Linked DNA regions of Mus musculus: region 2 is linked to region 1. The links are chromatin contacts, called in public HiChIP or PLAC-seq maps. All regions are on one chromosome and are shown on one strand. The core of a region is the stretch at or near the end of the contact, and the rest is flanking DNA. Distances in the headings are between cores, read along the strand shown. Region 1 holds the start of Zfp59 (zinc finger protein 59). Region 2 holds the start of Zfp850 (zinc finger protein 850).

The links. HiChIP or PLAC-seq counts read pairs in DNA pulled down with a chosen protein or histone mark.
Region 2: an H3K27ac HiChIP or PLAC-seq map of embryonic stem cells shows a contact between it and region 1, with 18 read pairs. The contact joins the promoter of Zfp850 here to the promoter of Zfp59 in region 1. A contact is called at or near these places in 4 of 39 promoter capture datasets (the C10 cell line, Sertoli cells and embryonic stem cells), 3 of 484 Hi-C or Micro-C datasets (cerebral cortex, fibroblasts and pancreatic beta cells), 12 of 115 datasets of contacts at active chromatin or transcription factors (the 230-238 cell line, the SCID.adh cell line, bone marrow-derived macrophages and 2 more) and 4 of 9 other capture datasets (adipose tissue, embryonic stem cells, liver and 1 more).

The regions. Positions count from the first base shown.
Region 1 is chr7:27,836,040-27,841,523 of GRCm38.p6, reverse strand. Zfp59 (zinc finger protein 59) reads right to left here and starts at 2,940. Exons shown (of 5, transcript NM_011762.3): 1 at 2,815-2,940.
Region 2 is chr7:28,011,746-28,017,229 of GRCm38.p6, reverse strand. Zfp850 (zinc finger protein 850) reads left to right here and starts at 3,115. Exons shown (of 6, transcript NM_001254951.1): 1 at 3,115-3,214; 2 at 4,780-4,894.

The sequences.
Region 1 (5,484 bases), core at 1,691-4,190:
ACTGCACCCACTGAGCATCTCCACCATACACATTTATGCATTCTATGATTATTTATAATATGTATACATTTTATACACTTCCAAGAGATAGTCACACTCTCGCTTTCATTCCAGCATCATTTCCATAGCAGTGATACGGGACCCCACCAACACATGAATGGACCAAGCACATGGAGGATGGGGCTCACACACAGTGAACCATTTACTACAACATGGATGCACACGGAGAATAACACGTGCAATACACTAAAGAGAAAAAAGCAATTGCGGGGGCTGGGGATGGCTCAGGGGCTGAGAGCCACTACGGCTTTTCCAGAGGACAGAGTTCAGTTTCCTGACAGCTACAGTGCCTGGAAGTCCAGCTCCAGGGGATGCTGTACCTGAGGTCTCTGAGGGCACCTGTGCTCATGTACACACAGCTCCCCACACACAATTATGAAGAAAATCAATCAGTCTTTAAATAAAAGACAAACACCCACGACCTCACTCATGCAGAAGCTGAAGCTGTTTTCTCCTAGGAACAGTAAGATGCCGGTTACTGGGGTTTGAGTGGCGGAGGCTGGATGTGCAGCGCCATCGTTGACAGTGGGAGAGCTGGGAAGAAGCCGATCAAGGACTACAAAATGTCAGCCACAGCAGACGCTCAAGAGATACATTGTGAAACACGATGACTACCTAGGAACAGCCTCAGGCTGGAGAGGGGTTCTGAGGAAGGAAGGGGTGTCTGGGAGCAGCAAAATCAAAGAACTCCAAGTCAAACAGCAGGATGAGTCAAAGCCAGCAGCCTGAGCTCTGCCCGAGACAACTCAACAGCATGCTTCCTCTCTGGTCTGTTTCCTGGAGCTTTCCAGATAGCACCTACTCTCTCACTCTCTCTCTCTCTTCTGCTTGAGACAGCTCTCCAAGAAGTTCTCTCTTGCTGTTCTAGAAAATTTCTCTGGATAACTCATCTCTTGCAGATCAAAACCTTGTCTTTTATTTTACACATCAATCCAGTCATTTACTCCAGGTTCCCTTTGGACTAGCCAATGAATCAGCATCAAGTGGAACCCACCCCCCCAACCCTGCCCCTTAATTCTTAGGAGACTGCAAACACAAACAACCTTCTTTTTAGAGTTGCAAAAGAATTCAGAGATCTGCCTGCCGCAGTTACACAAAAGATAAACTAACAGGGTGGGACCCTGTACGGAAATTACCATTTATACCACTCGTGGGCCTAAATTAAAGAGTCCCCGGCTGACCTTGAGCTCAGGAATCCATCTGCCCTTTAATGCACAAACAAAAACCATAGCGGGGTGGGATCTCCTACAATTGCCACTCCCTAATCCCCGTTACCTCCTCCCTTAGTGGTTTCCTGACAAGTTGGCTCCTACTGTAGCTGCCTTGGCTCTTCCTGAAGCCCCCTCATATAATTCATACCGCATCCTCATTATTTGAGAAATTATTTGTTTTTGAATCCATGTTTTTAGAGTTCTTTCCCACAGCCTTAAGTGCTGTTCTGAAGGTCCCATTTTGTGGAGACATTAGCCACACCTTGACTCATGCTGTCTTTGATTATCACGGAGACATTATCATTAAGAGGGGGGGACTTTCCTTAAAAGAGGGAATGTACATGATTATACAAACCAGCCTTAGGTCCGGAGCAGCCATCCACGCTTGTGGCCCACATCCCCTGGCCCTGTCCCAGCGGCAATAACCAGGTAAGGAACCCAAAATGACCTCACAGAGCAACAACTAAAGCACACCAGGCCCTTAGGATATGGCGGCACTGCGCTAACAGACTTCACCACAGGCATCCTAAGGTTCCTGACAGGCCTGGAGAGCCTGAGGGGACAGAACCAAGACTCCAACGGGATACCACAGATCCACATCCCTATATTTAAACATGGCATTGCTCATCTGCATCTGGCCAACATTACCCATTTTACACACACACACACACACACACACACACACACACACACAAAATACCTAGTCCTCAAGGATGCCAAATTCAGTGCTATTACTTTCCCACTCCCCAAATCCTCCCTGGTGACCAGACCATCTATCGCCTACATTCTTCCCTTGCTTCGAATGAAGGCCTGTAAAGATCAAAGGCCATCTGAGGTGTGACACCATCAAGATACAAATTGATTTAGTTGAGAGCCCTAACGCTACCCTCTAGAAATTCCTAGTTACAACATCTCAGGAAAAGGTAGAGATTGTGGGAGAAGACGCCACGGATCATTGAAACTAAGTGGAAAGGGCAGGGACAATGTAAGGGACACAATGGTGGAGGTATCAATTCGCCTGTTCCTCCTTCCCTCACTTCCATTCCATATTCTAAAACTAAAACCTCATTTTTCAAACAGAAACAGAAAACTCATTCTTGAATCCACATCCCTCTCCAGCCCTCCTTTGGAATGGCCACCTAGGGAAGCCTGAGTAAGCATGAGATCGCAGACCATATCTGAGAGCATGCTCAATGGCTGCAGCTCTGAGAAAGTCAGGGGACTCAACAAGTACCCTCCCTCCAAGACGACACCCCCGTCCTTAAATTATAGCCCTAAGCTCAAGTCTGAGCCTCGGGGAAAGCTTCCCTTCAGACCCCGCACCTGACCTCCCCTTACTGAAGCTTGGTCCTCTGCTTTAGTCCCTGTGTCCCTGAGAGAAAGCAGGAGCAGACAGCGACAAGCACAGAGACACAGATTATGCAGAGAGCTCAAGGTGTGTATACAGTTAGACTCAAAGACACACACACACACACACACACACACCATACAGCCACCCCACCGCCTGTACACACCCCTCCCAGCCCGCTGGCTCCGGTCTTACTCTGGGGAGACATAAACCAAAAGCCTATGCGCTACTTCCGGCGCGGTGGTCCCGGAAAACACAGTTGTCACAAGCAAAGCCCTGGAGAAGCCTGGAGCGTCCCGGAGATCCCGGCGTGCAACTCGGGCCAGCCCATCAGAAAACCGAGTCCAGTGGCTTGTGGGAGTGCCCACGTGGGTGCGCGCTTAAAGGGGAGGCGCCCTCCTTTGAGCAAAAGGTACTTCCGGTTCTCCGCGTAACTGATTTTCTTTCTCCTGTAGAGAAGACGGAGGAGTCTGAATTCCCTGCTTTAGATAGAAAATGTGACTGAGGACCGTATCGCTATGTACCAACAGAACTGTGTCCGTTAGGCAGGCTAGACGAGCCTCTTAATAAAACTAATCGCATTAAAAGTACTGTAAATCGTCTAAACGCCAAAATTTGCCACATTTAGATTTGAAAAGTCAGACCCAGCTATGTGTTAACTACAGAAAATATATTAAAGATAAATACTCTAGCAGATTCAAAGTAACCATCTTCGCATGATCAAAAGAAAACTCAGGTCGATTATAAAATGGAGGTAGATTAATAAAGAGGCCAAGTCATCAAGTGACAGTAAACATGGGCGTGGTAGCAATGGCTTTTATCCCAGCGATGGGGAGGCACAGCCAGCTGCATGTCTGTGAGAAGAGACCACCGAGGACTACCCAGTGAAACCCTGTCTAAGAACTAAAATACACTCAGATTATGGTGGCACATGCCTTTAGTCACCGCCCTAAGGAGGCAGAGGAGGTGTCTGAAAAAAATTAATTAAAAATAAACTCAGAATACACTCCTACTGTCTTGAAAGGACTAAATAAACTAAAATTCAGAGGATACCCCAAATGTCTCAAACAAATAAGTACATAAATACATAAACAAAATTAACTCAGAGTATACTCAAATAGCACACCTTTAAACATGAAGAGGGGGGAAGTCCCGCTAGAACAATAGGGAATGATAGCAAAATCAATCAACACATTCAAATGTTGTCAATTTAAAAAACTGATAGAACAACACCCTCCAAGAGCAACAGAGCATAGCTGATTTGGACAGCATCTCAACTCTGAGTGAAGTCAATAAAAATGGAGACACTTAAGCTCTAATGACACGAGGGGATCTGGAAAGGGAACTGTTCCTGTACGCTCACCTGTGGGAGAAACGCTCATTACCTGAAGATGTTGCTGTGGAAAGCTTTCTCTTTTATCCTTTTTTCTTGGCGGGGCATCTATTACTTCATATATTTTGTATTGCACTTTTAAATATTAAAGACTCCATCTATTTTGAGTTATCCCACGAGCAGATTACTGAGGTAGGCAAGGAGTCTCCAGACAGACCCAAGTGACTGCTTCTGCAAAGCTTGGGTTTTGTTTCACCGGCTTTTGGATCATTTATAAAGATGCTTAGCCTTCTGTCATCCAATGTGTTCCGTCCTCCTTTCTCTCCACAGTGTGATTCTGGTCGGTCTGCTCCATCTTTCCTGTGTCACAGTTCTTTTCTTAGTGCTACCCCTTATCCTTCATGGAAGTAAAATCAGTTAATTGCCCTCTGTTTTCTCCACAGGAGCCATGGGGCGCTGAATACGTAACTAGAGATTAATGTCCACCATAAGTGTTTCCTTAGCTACAGTCACTTGAATTCTTCCTGGGGTGCTGCAGGCCACATCCCCAGTCTCAGCTCTCAGCTCTTTCTGCCTCTGTCTCCTGCTCTGTGTGTGCATAGCTTCTCCCTCCTCCTCCTCACACAAAGATGCATCTGTGTTTCTTTTCAAGTTTTCTCCTCTCCTGCTTCTGAAGGTGACTGTAGGCATGTGTTGAGAAATCCCTGCATTCCCTTCCCCCTTCCTGATGGACCCTCACTTCACACCCATCCTCTTCTCTTCCACATCTATCCTGTGAGTGAGCCGCCCCTCTCCACAATGAGCACTGATTTCCATACTCTATCATGTTCTTATGTGGGGTTTTGGTTGTTGCTGCTTAGGTTTTGCTTTTGGTTGATTGGGCTTGGTTTTTGTTTTGTTTTGCTTTTTGTTTGTTTGGGTTTTTTTTTTTTTTTTGACACAAGGTTTACTCTGTGTGGCCTTGGCCGTCCTAAAACTTTCCCTGTAGATCAAGCTGGCCTTGAACTCAGATCTGCCTGCCTCTGCCTCCCAAGTGCTAGAATTAAGGTGTGCACCACCATCTGGCTGAATGTTAGGTTTAGAATAATGTCACACCCCCATAGACTCATGTGAAGTGGCATTATTGGGGGTATGTCCTGAGCAGAGTATTTGTGGCTTTGAGGGAGGAAGTGTGTCACATGGGGGTGAACTTGGAAGTTTCAGGAGCTCAAGCAAGACCCTGTGTTTCTCTATCTTCCTGATGTCTTAGGTCCAGATATACAACTTTCAACTACCTCTGCAGTGCCTTGACTGTCTGCACACTGCCATGATTGCCCCCATAATGATGATGGACTAAACCTCCTACCTGTAAGCCAGCCTCGGTTAAATATTTTTCATTATAAGACTTGCTGTGGTCATGGTGTCTCTTCACAGCAGTATAAAACCCTAAGTAAGAGAGATCTCAGTCTAATTGAGTGCACCTATAGTAATCAATGAACCTGGGCAGCTGCCTTTCGTTCCCATCTATGCCGAAATCTCTTTAAATCCCATGA
Region 2 (5,484 bases), core at 1,866-4,365, 180 kb before region 1:
AGCAACCACATAGTGGCTGACAACCATCCGTAACAAAATCTGATGCCCTCTTCTGGAGTGTCTGAAGACAGCTACAGTGACTTACATATAATAAATAAATAAATCAGTTGAGATGCAGAGTTTGGAGTCTGCTGAGCTGGATTTTAGTCCTGCTTTGGTCCAGTATTTCCTCACTGTGCTCCCGTTCTTGGAATGGTGATATATATCCTGTGCCACCATATGTTAGGAATATTTGATCTACATTTTGATTTTGATTTTATAGGGGATTACAGAATCCTCTATAAAAGGGATTACATGAATTTCAGAATAGGCTTTAAACTTTTAAACACTGTTGAAACTGTGATAGACTGTGGGGACTCTTGAAGTTGGACTAAATGCATTTTTCATTATGACATTACTACAAGTCTATCTATCAAACTCAGAGATCTGCTTGCTTCTTCCTTGAGTGCTGGGATTAAAAGTGTGTGCCACTGGAGAGGTGGTGGTGGCTCATGTCTCTAATTCTATCACTGGAGGAGGCAGATCTCTGAGTTCTGTGTCAGCCTGGTCTACAGAGTGAGTTTCAGGACAGCTAGGGCTACACAGTAAAAAAAAAAAAAAAAACAAAAAAAAACATGTGTCTAAGAAGAAAAAAGAAAAAAAAGTATGCATTGTAACACCCTGAACTGTGAACGAGTGTCCCTTCTTATACCTGTTACAGGGAGATGTTCTGTACCGTGTGACTGACAGGCAGTCTACAACCTGTGCTTGCAATCAGGCCGTCCGATTCCTGGACACCAGGCGAGAGGGAAGGACTCTGTTAACTGGGAGCCCATATGGAGAGTGAGCTAGGAGTTTTATGGAAGGAGTCTAGGAAAAAGGAGCTACTGGAGGAGAGTCACAAAATGGCTTGCTCACATGGAATGAGAGACTCCATTTGGATTTGGTCTGGTGAGCCTTCTGCACTGCTCATCTCAAGCTCAGCAGCTCCTGTGGGTTTAATGGGACGAAGGCCCTGAACAGACTCATCCAAGATGCTTACTGCAGCATCCAGTGCAACTGTGGCAGCACTGTCTGTGTAGTGGTTGTGGGTGCATGGTTCCCCCAGAGACGTGGCTCTGTAGCTGCCCTGCTGATCCAGCCAAGGGTGTGAAATCCGAGTGCTACCCAGAGGGTCCTTCATCCATTGTCATGAGCAGACCAGGGAACACCCACAGTGCTGCTGTAGTAACCAGATACTTGGGAGGCAGAGGCAGGCAGATCTCTGTGTTCAAGTCCAGCTTGGTCTACAGAGAGAGTTCTGGGACAACCAAGGAAAAACAGAGAAATTTTGTCTCAAAAAGAACTGAACCCAACCAACTGAAACCTAAACCAGGCAACCACACACACACACACACACACACACACACACACACACACACACACACAAAACCCATGTAAGAACATGGCAGAAGTATGGAAATCCATGTTCATTGTGGAGAGGGGCGGCTCACTCACAGGATAGATGTAGAAGAGGATGGGTGTGAAGAGAGGATCCATCAGGAAGGGGATTTCTCAACACATGCCTATGGTCACCTTTAAGGAATACCTTAAAATAGATGGAGTCTTTCATTTTTAAAAGTGCAGTACAAAATATATAAGGTATTGGCTTTCCCCTTCCCCCGAAAAAAAAAAAAAAAGCATAAAAAGGGAAGCTTTAAACAGAAGCATCTCCAGGTAACGGGCATTTCTGCCAGGAGTGTGTATACAAGAACACCCTCCCTTCAAGGCCCCCTGATTCCATTAAAGTTTAATTGTCTTGATTTTTATTCTGTCTGCATTCATAGCTGATGATGCTGTCTAAATCATCTATGCCCTGTTGCTTTTCTGGATTCCTTCTATCAGTTATTGAGACTGAAAACTTTTGTATGCAATGCTGGATTTGGCTGTTTCTCCTTATTTCTCTATTGGACGTTTCCCCTCATGTTTTGAAGGTGTGGTATTACACGCATACTGTTTATTTTAGTTTTTTAGACAGGTCTTCACTAAATAGTCCTTGGTGGCCTCATCTCATAGACATTCACTGGCTGTGTCTCCTCATTGCTGGGGTCACATGCATGTGCTACCACGCCCAGCCAAGGATATTTTCACTTGATGACTTGCTGTCTCTGTTATTGCTGTTAGTACTGGCGATGCTCTTTGCCCCCAGAACTGCCTCCATTTTAAAGTTGACTTAAGTCTTTTTTTTTTTTAATACTATTGTGAGGATGGTCACTTTGAATCGGCTAGAATATTTAACACATTTTCTGTAGTTAACACTTATCTGCAAATTAATGTGGCACCTATACTTTAGCATTTACATAATTTACAGTACATTTAATGCAATTAGTTTTATTACTAGGATTGTTTAGCCTTTTCACAATTTCTTTCTATCATGTTTGGAAAAAGTTCTTTGTATAACATGAGAAAAAACAAAAGTGGTTTCGAAAGTTCCATAGTGTCAAGTTACAATAAATGTGTCTATCCTATAAAAAAGAGGCCTATGTTTTGGGTTTGTGTTTTGTTTGTTTTTTAGTTTTTTGTTTTTTAGGACACTTAACGCGTGCTAGTCATTCATCCTCCAACAGGAGGTAAATGACTGCCTATTGAACACAGTTCTGGTGATACATACAGATGTAGTCGTCACTCAATTTTTTCTATCTAGTCAACAGGGACACCGAACCCTGGAAGGGTCCAGAATATCTGGCTCTTTGAAATCGTTAATATAAACTACCCAACTTTAGAAACCAACCAATTCTTTAGTTCGGTCTTTTCAAATTTACCATAGTCCCTAGCAGAGCACAGCGTAGTGGAATCCCACTGAGTGGGACTCAGGCAAAGCGTCCGTCCCGATCTGATCTACTTCCTATTCTAAATTTTAAAATTTCCGCTCGTCCGTCCACGCCACAGGAGGGAAAATCAGGTAGACACAGAACACCAAACTCCGTTTTGATCCCAGGAGGCAGCCTCCCCTCGAAGCATGGGGAGCCCCCTGCCCCCCCACCGTGGGAACTCCCACAAGCCACTGGGCCCAGTTCCCGGATGGGCCGGGCTAAGTTGCATGCTGGGACCTTTCGGAAACGCCGGGCTTCTTGAAGGCTCCACATAGCTCCGGACGCCGCCAAGGGTCTTTGGCATCCCGGTGCCACCAACACGGAAGGTCTGATCTTTCTGGTCCAAAGAAATTGCTGGTTGGCTTCGGTCTCCACAGAGTAAGGTGGGCTGGGTATCGGTGTGGGCGCTGGTGTAGGGTGAATGGAGATGTTGACGCGTACGGGCGTGTGTGAGCGTGTGTGAGCGTGTGTTTGTGTGGGTGGGTGGGCGCGCGCTCGCGCGCGTCTCTCTGTGTATACACACCTTGAGCTCTCTGCTCATCTGTGTCACTGTGCTTATCATTTTCTTTCAAGGCCACAGGGGTTGGAGCAGAGGGCTAAGCATCACTAAGGAGAAGTCAGGTGCGGAGTCTGAAGGGAAGCTTTCCCTGAGGTACACACGAGCTTGGGAGGTGCTTTTAAGGCCGGAAGTGCCTCCGAGGGTCGCTTAGGAGGGCTGCTCTGGGTTGAATACCCGAAGTTTCTCAGAGCTGTAGCCATGAGAGTGTTGAGGGACGTGAAGGAAAATGCTCGGTGAGGATGCTCTCGGATATAGTCTGAGATCTCGTGGAATTATCAGTAAATGAAGGAGGAACGTGAAAATTGATACCTTCACCTCTGGGGCCCATAACGTTGTCCCTTCCCTTTCCACTTCACCTTATCATTTCAATGAACCCCGCCTTTTCTTCTCTACAATCACCCTTTTCCTAAGATGTTCTAGGTAGAAACCTCCAGAGGTTATCGTTAGGTCTCTCAAACTCTGATTTTATAAATCGATTTCTATTTGGATGGCATCGCATATCAGATGCGATCCTTTGATCCTTACAGGCCTTGTTTTCAAAGCAGGCCAGGAATGTCGGGGATAGATGATGTGTTCACTGTGAGGATTATGGCAGTGGGAAAGTGATAGCACTGAATTTGGCATCTTTGAAAGCTAGTGATTTTCTGAGTGTGTGTGTGTGTGTGTGTGTGTGTGTGTGTGTGTGTGTGTAATGGGTAACGTTGGCCAGATCCAGATGAGCAATGCCATGATTGATCGTGGAGTGTGGATCTGTGGTATCGGGTTGGAATCTTGGTTCTGTCCCCTCAGGCTCTCCAGGCCTGTCAGGAACCGTAGGATGCCTGTGGTGAAGCCTGTTAGTGCAGTGCCGCCATATCCTAAGGGCCTGGTGTGCTTTAGTTGTTCTCTGTGAGGCCATCTTGGGTTCATTCCACTCAGTGTTCAGCAGGACAAGGGAGTGTGAGAAACAATGCGATTGCTGGTGGATGTTTAAGAAAGTGACTTAAAAAGAAAAGCTAGGCTTCGTGGTATACATTTAATCTCAGAGGCAGAAGCAGGAGGATCACTGTGAGTTCAGGGTCAGCTTGGTCCACATAGCAAGGTCTAGGCTAGCTGGGCCACACAGTGAGATGCTGTTTTAAAAACAAGGACAGGAAAATGAATGTGCTAATGCAGAACATATTTTTTTAAAACTTTTCAGATAAAAATGTTCATATTGTGCATAGCATAATATTTTGAAGTTTTTCTATACTTTGGGATGACTAAATCGGTCACACTTTTGTAGAGAATATGCTAGCGTCTACTCAAACCCATTAATTGTCACCGTTTTTACATGATATATCAGGTGAACTTTTGTTATGTAGGTGAGATTTTGTGATGTTTAATCAACATCTTCTGAACTCACTTAAGGACCTACGCCTCCCACTGTCAACCATGATGCTGCACATCCGGCCTCAGCCACTCAAACCCCAGTACCCAGCATCCTACTTGGTTCTATGAGAAAACAGCTTCAGATTCTACACAAGTAAGATTGTGGGTGTTTTGTCTCAAGATTAATTATTTCAATTTTAAATTATGTGTGTGCGGTTATGTGTACATGAGCACAGCTCAGAGACCAGAGGTATAGGATCTACTGGTGCGCATACAGATGGAAAATACTCAGAAATATAAAATAAATAATTTTTTTTAAAAAAAGTTTTCATTCATGTAGAGAAAGAACGCATTGTGGAGGGAGTGTAAATTAATGCTGTCATTGTAGAAAACAATATGGCGGATTCTCAATTACAACTAGAACTGGTATGTGATACAGCAATCCCACTACAGAGTAGTCACACAACAGAAATAAAACCGGTACCCTCCGGAGACATTTACACTCCTGCTTTCAATTCAGCATCATTTATGCAGCTGTGATATGCAGCCCCACCAAGAAATGAGCAGACACATCTGGATTGAGGTTCATGGACACAGTGGAGTGATACCCAGCCATTTGTTCCTTTCCTTGTGATTTCAGTGGCTATCACCGAGATGCTAATTTTTCATGTCCTATTTTCTTAAAAAGATTTACTTATGTATTTTATGTATATAAGTACACTGTAGTTGAACTGATGGTTGTGA